Linked DNA regions of Mus musculus: regions 1 and 3 are each linked to region 2. A link is a contact called in public promoter capture Hi-C data. All regions are on one chromosome and are shown on one strand. Each heading gives the region's core, a stretch centred on a gene start, on an enhancer-like site or on the middle of the called end of the contact. The rest is flanking DNA. Distances are from core to core; before and after follow the strand shown.

What was found. Promoter capture Hi-C pulls out the DNA fragments that hold promoters and counts their contacts.
Region 1: a contact with region 2 is called in a promoter capture Hi-C map of pre-B cells, with 2.4 times the contacts expected there. The contact joins the promoter of C1ql1 here to the promoter of Mettl2 in region 2. A contact is called at or near these places in 2 of 39 promoter capture datasets (liver and pre-B cells).
Region 3: a promoter capture Hi-C map of liver shows a contact between it and region 2, with 4 times the contacts expected there. The contact joins the promoter of Gpatch8 here to the promoter of Mettl2 in region 2. A contact is called at or near these places in 2 of 39 promoter capture datasets (liver and pre-B cells) and 1 of 115 datasets of contacts at active chromatin or transcription factors (thymic regulatory T cells).

The regions. Positions count from the first base shown.
Region 1 is chr11:102,945,415-102,948,212 of GRCm38.p6, reverse strand. It overlaps C1ql1 (complement component 1, q subcomponent-like 1), which reads left to right and starts at 1,497. Exons shown (of 2, transcript NM_011795.3): 1 at 1,497-2,348. The coding sequence starts at 1,752.
Region 2 is chr11:105,125,150-105,127,891 of GRCm38.p6, reverse strand. Mettl2 (methyltransferase like 2) reads right to left here and starts at 1,467. Exons shown (of 9, transcript NM_172567.3): 1 at 1,286-1,467; 2 at 1,025-1,116. The coding sequence starts at 1,395.
Region 3 is chr11:102,554,666-102,557,413 of GRCm38.p6, reverse strand. Gpatch8 (G patch domain containing 8) reads left to right here and starts at 1,256. Exons shown (of 8, transcript NM_001159492.1): 1 at 1,256-1,334. The coding sequence starts at 1,290.

The sequences.
Region 1 (2,798 bases), core at 248-2,747, 2.2 Mb after region 2:
TTCGTGACTTGGGGGCAAATCTCTTTTAAGTTCGCAGAGCCTCTGTTCTCCATCTGTAAAACGAGGATAATGGTGGGCTTTATATCTAGATTGATGTAAAGATCAAATGTGACCATACATACAAAGCATCCAACGCAGTTTGTCTTAGCTCCCTCCTCCTTGGTGATGGATGTCATGCTGACCCGGGTTAGTATTTGGAAAGTCCTCTCTGGCAGCGTCCCGCCCACCCCCACTTCTACCATTGGTTATTCTGGCATCTCAGTTTTAGGTAGGGATAATCAGGGAATCAAATGGACAGTGGGAGGTCGGCGGTGGGAGTGTGAACTGGGAGGAGTCTTGCAGGCAAAAAGAATGAGTCTGGAGTGTTGTTGTTTATCGTGGCCAGAGGCCTCAGAAAGACACAGCCCTCCTCCTCGGATAAAGGAGGGTGAAGGAGGAACACAGCTTGAGCTGGGACTCACAGAATATGACAAATATGTTGATGGAAGCAGACACATTTCAGTTTATGCAACCTAAACATTTTCCTGCACTAGAAGAACGTGATGGGGTAAGAGTTAGGGGGGTCCCCTAAGGGGCTAGGAGAGATCAACCCCCCTCTTTCTGGGGAGTGCTAGAAAACGCAGAACCACCTAGGACTGGTTAACACTAAGAGATGACATGGGAGGGGTACTTCATTTTCTCAGGGTCCGTATTTCCCACTTGTCTAGCTAGTAGCTCAGATCAGAAAAGGCCTCATGGAAGAGGCCACAGGTAGAGGCAGCCTAGAAGATATCCCCTGGGGCAGTGGAAAAGAAGGGGCTGAAGACGCTGCCACCTGGGAGAGAATGCCCCTGAAGTAGTTAGAATCAGATAAAAAGTCAGGCTGCTATTAGAATTCAGAGATTCCCTCTGGGCACCCTAAAAGCAAAGGATCCAGACGGGTTATCTGGATGCTAGGCCTGGGTGCCTATGGAACGCCCCTCCCCAGTATTCCTTCCAGGCTTTAGCCCTCATCCTCTTTCTTGTTCTACTCTCTTGTTCCTCACTCTGTAACCCTCCACCCCCTGCAACATCTCTTTGTCCCCTGCAGACAGGGGGCAATGTTGCATCCTTCGACCTCCTGCAGGTGGTGGTCCTTTGCCCCTCTGTCACGATTTTCCTCGGAACTGACCCACGGAACATCTATCTCAATGCCACGCTGAGCTCTCTGCCTCTCCTTGTGGCTCCTCCTTCCGCTTGCCCTTTGGTCCTACTCATTCCTGACTCTAGCCCCTTCCCCATTCTGAGCCTCAATCTCCAGCTCCCTCCGTGATGCCCACCACTCTCATAGCCCCGCCCCTCCCTGCCCCTCCCACCTTGAGGCTTCCGCGGCCCAATTAGGCGCCTGCCCCGCCCGCAGCCCCACCCCTCGCCCTCTCCGAGCCCCGCGGAGCGGGTGGGCGGGGCCCAACGGAGGAGGCAGTGGCCCCAGCCAGGGAAGGCGGGAGGAGCTAGGCGCTAGGCGGGAGGCCGCGTTCAGTCGGGCAGCGCAGCGGGAGGGAAGCACGAGGCCGGAGCCGGCTGCTGGGCTCCGCAGCGCAAGCAGCGCAGCGCGGCGCCCGGGCCCCGGCCCCATGCCCGCAGCCCCGCCGGACCGCCCTTGAGCGCGGGCGTCGCGCCCGCGCCCCTTACCCGCCGGCATCATTGCCCCGACGGCGCGGCCGGGTGGCCCGGCTCTCCCAAGGCTCCGCGCCGGCCGGAAGACCCTGCTGGCTGCCGCCGCGGGCGTGGTGATGCTGCTCGTGCTGGTGGTGCTCATCCCGGTGCTGGTGAGCTCCGGCGGCCCGGACGGCCACTATGAGATGCTGGGCACCTGCCGCATGGTGTGCGACCCCTATCCCGCGCGGGGCCCCGGCGCCGGCGCGCGGTCCGACGGCGGCGACGCTCTGAGCGAGCAGAGCGGTGCGCCTCCGCCCTCCACGCTGGTGCAGGGCCCCCAGGGGAAGCCGGGCCGCACGGGCAAGCCGGGCCCTCCGGGGCCTCCAGGAGACCGGGGCCCTCCAGGTCCTGTGGGGCCGCCTGGGGAGAAGGGTGAACCAGGCAAGCCTGGTCCTCCTGGCCTGCCGGGTTCGGGAGGCAGCGGCGCCATCAGCACGGCCACCTATACCACGGTGCCACGCGTGGCCTTCTACGCCGGCCTCAAGAACCCTCATGAGGGTTACGAGGTGCTCAAGTTTGACGACGTGGTCACCAACCTAGGCAACAACTACGATGCGGCCAGCGGCAAGTTTACATGCAACATTCCTGGCACCTACTTTTTCACCTACCACGTCCTCATGCGCGGCGGCGACGGCACCAGTATGTGGGCAGACCTCTGCAAGAACGGCCAGGTGGGCCATGAGGGGGCGTGGGGCTGACCTGGGGGCAGGGCTCCCAGGGAGCCCCCAGGAGAATGCGTATTGGATCAGAGTCGACAGGCACACCGGGCAGGCGTAGGTGGAGACCCTAAAGCGGCCCCCTTAACTATCATGTGAAGAATGGTTGTAATTAGCGGGCACCCCTGAGTCTTCAACCCTTGGGCTTGAGCTCTTAAGGGAGAGGCTACAGGGCACCCGCGGAGTGGAAATGCGTAAAGATAAATCCAACTAGTCAGATCACAGGGCTCTAGGGCGCACGAACTGGTCCGTAGGGGTTTGGCCCGTGGGAGACTGATTCAGGCTGATTTCTCTTGAGAGCTAAGATTCAAGCTGACGCCGACTGGCTTTAAGGGAACAGCAAGGATGCTCTAGGGCAAGGATAAGGAGAAGCAGTCTCCGCGCCGGAGGGCGCTAAGACGAGTG
Region 2 (2,742 bases), core at 218-2,717:
CAGGATGGCCTCCAATTCAGTGATCCTTCTGCCTCAGCCTCCCACGGAGCTGAGTCTACAGGAATACACCACTGCACTTGGCTAACTGGTCCTTTAACTGCGAAAAGAGGATACTGGGCTACATGATTTTCAAAATCCCTCTCAACTCTACGAAGCTTTATCTAGTCTTATCTACCTAACAATGCAGGCAGGGTGCCTACTTTGCAACTGGAATATATACATATACTTATTTTTGAGACAAGCTCTCATGCAGCCCAGGCAGGAGTGGAACTCTACGTAGCAAGGATGCTCTTGACCCCACTCAACCTCTTGTCTCTGCCTCCCAAGAGATTACACCCCTACATCTTAGGAGGTACGTGCCTGGCCAGTGACCTCGGTACTATAGAGAAACTATCAGTGCTTATTATCATAACCGATGAGCCATCTCTCCAACCCCCTGATGCCTATTACCTTAAAGTTCCAGGTTTACTTTCAAACGCCTCCTAGAAACAGGGACAACCAGTTCTAGTATTTTATAAAGGAATTATTCTTGTCTTCGGAAATGACCTCTTTCGCTTTGAGCAGACTCGTCTCTCCACTCTGCTGCACGCATCTTTCTTTGGTAGAAGTCCCACATCTCCAAACCCAACACCTCAAGAAAAGATGTTATGATCTAATCCTCTCCTCCCACAGTACGTTAGGATCCGACCACATCAATCTAGCTCTGATGGAAACGTCCCAGCAGAAGGTAAACTGTAGAAGCTACCCTAAGATGACTGAACGACTTTACGGTTGCCACAGGCCAGCCACATCAACGCGACACTCGTAGAACTAGAGAGTTCAACAACAACAACAACAAAGTCCAACCCCAATGGCTTCAAGACTTTGTTAGAAGACAGCCCCTTTGCCTCCTAACCCGTCCCCTCCCCGACCCGTTCTGGGCCGGAGTTCTCCATCAGGTCAGTGATAAAACGATCCCGGTGCCCCCATTTTTCTTGCCGTCTGGAGGAGGCGCGTCCCACACTGCGGGCACAACGGAGCGCACCTTGCTTCTCCGGGCACACCAGCGGGGAGCTGTTCTCCTGCACTTTCCTCTCCGCCGCCGCGGCCTGCTCCTCGGACCACTTCACGTTGTCCCTGTGAAAACCAAACGGGCAGCTTCAGGCCCACCGGTCCCGGACCCGGGAACGTCGGTCCTCGGGAGGCGAACGCTTCAGCTACCGCCGCGGGAGGAGGGCCAGCGGGCAGGGCTTTTCTCCAAGTGCTCCGGGCTGGCGAAGAGCCGGGCGAGATGCAGGGCAGTTACCAGGCATTGTGATGGAAGACGCGCGCCGGGTCGCTCAGGAACCGGTGCCCGAACTGCGGTCTCTTCCCGTCCTCGGTCTCCGGCACGCCTTCAGGGAAGGAGGCCGCCATGACACCGGAGACGGAAACGCCTTCTCTTCCCGAAGGCGAGGACTTCCTGTGGGCCACGCCCCTTCCGGAAGTAGCGTCACTGGGAGGGAAGATGGAGGGCGGGGCGGGGCGGGGCGGGGCGGGGCGGGGCGGGGCGGGGCGGGTTCCAAGTGATTGGGAAGCTCAGCGGAGGCGAGTCCGAAAGGAGTCATTTCTCCCTGGAGATGCACAAGGGCGTGCAGCACGGGGAGGAAGTAGGAGGCTATTCCCTCGAGTACGGTTCCGTGCAGGTCCCAAGATTCCCCCCAGGAAAAGCTTTGACTAGCCGACTGTGATGAGACGTGGTCACCAGACCACAGTCCGCGGGGAGGCAGCGCGTGGGTTTTGAGAGCATGAAGCTTCCGTGTTAAATGACATAACCGACCACACCTCCTTGAAAAGCCAGGCTTAATTGGCACAATAAAAATTGTAATTCGTTCATGCATAGAGCTTGTAATATGTATTCAATTTATTTAAATGTATACATTGTACACTTATATACTATACATATATGTATAAATATTTTAAAACTAATAGTAGGTCACTGGTATATAATTTATAATTGCACATTTTTAGCCTTATATTTTCTATTTAAATAAATTTCCCCTTTATGTGTACGCATGGTTGTGCACCACGTGCATGCAATGCTCATGGAGGCCAGAAGAGGGCACCAGATCTCCTCGAACTGGAGTTACAGATGCTTGTGAACCAACATATGGGTACCAGGGATCAAAATATGGGTCTCCTAGAAGAGTAGCCAGTGCCCTTAATTATAGGGCTCTCCAGGCTCTATAATTTCTTTAGGCTTGGTGGCAGGCAGCTTACTTGCTGTGCCATTTTACCAGCCAGAGTTATTGTTGTTGTTGTTATTATTGTTGTTGTTTTTGTTATTATTTTGATACATTTTGAAGGACTATGTAATTCTGGCTGGCCTCCAGCTCTCTATGCAGATTAAACTGGCCTCAAACTCAGAGATGTGCCTGTCTCTGCCTCTCAAGTACCGGGATTAAAGGCATTCACCATCACATCCAGCTATATGTATTTTTTTTTTTTAATATCATGCTCTTTAAAAGCTGTTAGTGTTCACATTCAACAATCCCATTATATAATTTTTGTGTGTGCAGAAAGCTCATTGTCCTTTTACTTGAAGTTCCAACATTATTTTTAATAAGTGAGCCATTTGAAATATATGGCTGCTTCTCTTTCTCTCTCCTCTCCTCCCTCCCTTCTTCCCCCCCCCCGTGTGTGTTTTAATTATTATTTTCTTTTTAAATATAGAATTCCTCTATATAGCTCTGACTATCTCATAACTCTCTTTGTAGACCAGGA
Region 3 (2,748 bases), core at 7-2,506, 2.6 Mb after region 2:
ACATACATTCATTCATTCATGTAGGCGAAGCAGTCTTACACTAGGTAAAATTAAACAGCCCCCCCTCACTCCCCCACCCTGTGAAAACATTAAAGAAAACAAGAGCTGGAAAGATGGCTAAGCAGTTAAAAGCACTTGTTCCACATGCAGAGCACCTGGGTTTGTTTCTAGCACTGACATACATGGTGATTCTTAACTGTAACTCTAGCTTCAGGGGATCCAATGACTCTGAACATGAATATATATGTGTGGAGGGGGGAGAGGAGTGGGAGGGGGAGGGAAAATAGTAAGAAAAAAACGTCAAGCTCTTGGTAGCCATGTGTTTAAGTTTCTCTCTTCTTCAAGGTTGTGATCCCTTTGTTATGCCTTGATTTATATGTAGCTTTAAGATAGGTCATTCTTTTCATTACAGTCCCCCCCCCCCACAGTGTCACTTAGATTTTGTTATTTGAAGCAATGTCTTATAGCCCAGGCTAGCTTTGAACTTCCTATGTAGCCAAGGATAAGCTTGACTTAATTTCCCCTCAGCCTCAAGCAGGAATAGACACTCGTTTATATTTACAACTATTAGGTTAATTTATTGGTTATCTGACTTCCTGCCTGGAATGGAAGCCCTTTGAGAGATTTTTTTGGTACCTCTTAAGTAACATTATTATGTATTAATTTTAAAAATACCCTCTTTGGACATCGGGGGGCGAGCCTCTACTACATAGAGAGCTACAGGAAACCCTGTCAACAAAATAACAAAAACAAAACAAAAAAACATTAAAAGTACTCTAGCTGTAAAGTCAGATCTCATGCTACTGTATAGCATTACACTGTATATTATTACAAATACGGGATGGGCTTGACCGTAAACAAGAGCATAAGAAAGAAAGACTTCTGAACACTGCTAAGGGAGCAAGTGAATACTTCCCAGGCCCCCAAATGCTCTGCCCTGCTGATCTTTCCCTCCGGAAGCGCTTACGCGCGCCGGCGCGAGTGCGCATGCGCGGCCCGCTGGGGTCGCTCGGGGCCGGGCGTGAAACCGAGCGATGTGAGAGGAAGGTTCCGCCTCCAGGCCTGCGCGCCTTCGGGATTCCCGTCGGAACGAATTCCTGTTCCCTCCTCTTCCCAACACCCCCCCAACAATCCCTCGCCAAGCACACATCCTCCACCCCCCTCCCCACGCCTGCTGCGCGCGCCCGGTGGGCGTGGGAGGGGGCGTGGAAACAGAGAGGGGGCGGGCGTAGCGGGAGGGGAGGAGCGAACCGGAGAGCGTCGTCCTGAGGAGGAGTGAGAGCGGCAAAATGGCGGACCGCTTCTCCCGCTTCAACGAGGACCGAGACTTTCAGGTAAACACGGGCGTCGCCGAGGACCACCCACGCCCCCGGAGGGCTCGCCGCGAGCCCGGGGCCGCCTCCCTCCCGGCCTCCTGGCTCTCCTTCCTTCTGCTCTCCGCTCCACCTTGCAAGCCGGCTCTCGCCCCTTCCTGCCTCTCATTTCTCCAGGGGCCTCCGGGGCTGAGATGAGGCCGCGTCCCCGGCTTCATCCCTATTCACGCCGCTTCTTCGGCTCGGCTTTCCTCCTATTTTGCTCCTGGCTTCCCGCTCCGCAGCCGGGCGCTTTGTGGGGGTTGCGCTTTGCTTGTCTCGGGGCCTGTGCAGGCGCAGGGCCGGCCCGGCCCCCGGGGGAGAGGGCTGGGGCGGGGAAGGCTTGGGCCAGCGGTTTTCAGGCCGGGGCTATGGAAGCCTTGGCTTTTGCTCGCCCCGATCATCCTGGGGATCGCCTCTCCGTTTTCCCATTGTGACAAACAAGCCCTTTATCGACTGTCTAACCTAGTCTTCCCCCTGGTAAAGGGCGCCCTTTCTTATCAAAGACGCCTTTTTTGTTGAGGCGAGCCATTGAGCTTTCTCTGGGCATAAATAACTGCTGTTGTTTACAGGCCGTTAATTGGGTTGGGGACAGTAAGGTATAGGTCTGTGGACTGGCGTAAACTTAACTTCGAGACCTACCAAGATTTGTAAAGAAGCATAATTATGGCCTTTCCAAGCGGGAGTAAATTCGTTCCTAAACCTTGATTTTTTTTTTTTTTCTTTCTTCGTTTGCAAATGTTGATCTGGGAAAGATGTCCGTGGGGTGGCAGGCATTAAAGAAAAAAACAACAAAAACAAAACAAAACAAAAAAACAAACAACAAAGGCCGAATTAGAATCATTAGGCTTTTAGATATTGAAATTGTTACTGCAGGCATAGTTGGGAGACAATAAGGGATTTAGTAGCCTTTGGTTATTTCTAGGTAAAATACATCCTCAGTTGCAAATCACTGCATTACTACCGCATCTCCTGGCAACAGCAATTTAGGTCAAGGGATGAGCCTCCGAACTCGAGTTTTTGTATTCCTTTCAGCTTCCTCAACGCACCTCTAGCTGTGTCAGAAGGCAATTTGAAGGGTTTGAATTCTTGGAGATGATTGGGTTGATAGACAAAGCAATTTCAACTGGTTTAAAATCAACACTGTTAAATAGTCTTAGGTGTAGAACGCTATGGGAAGTTTTGCAGCAGTAAGGGATTTGGGAGTTGCTGAAAATGCCTTGTGGTCATGTGCCTGCCGCAGAAACTGCAGCCCAGCACAGCATCTTAAGGTGTTTTAAGGATTTATCTCAGGTCTTCCAAAGTTTGAGGTGGACATTTGATACCCGAGAAGGAAGGCAGGCTTATCTTTCTTTTCTTTCTCCCTATATCAAGCCCTATGAAGCAGGTATAAAGT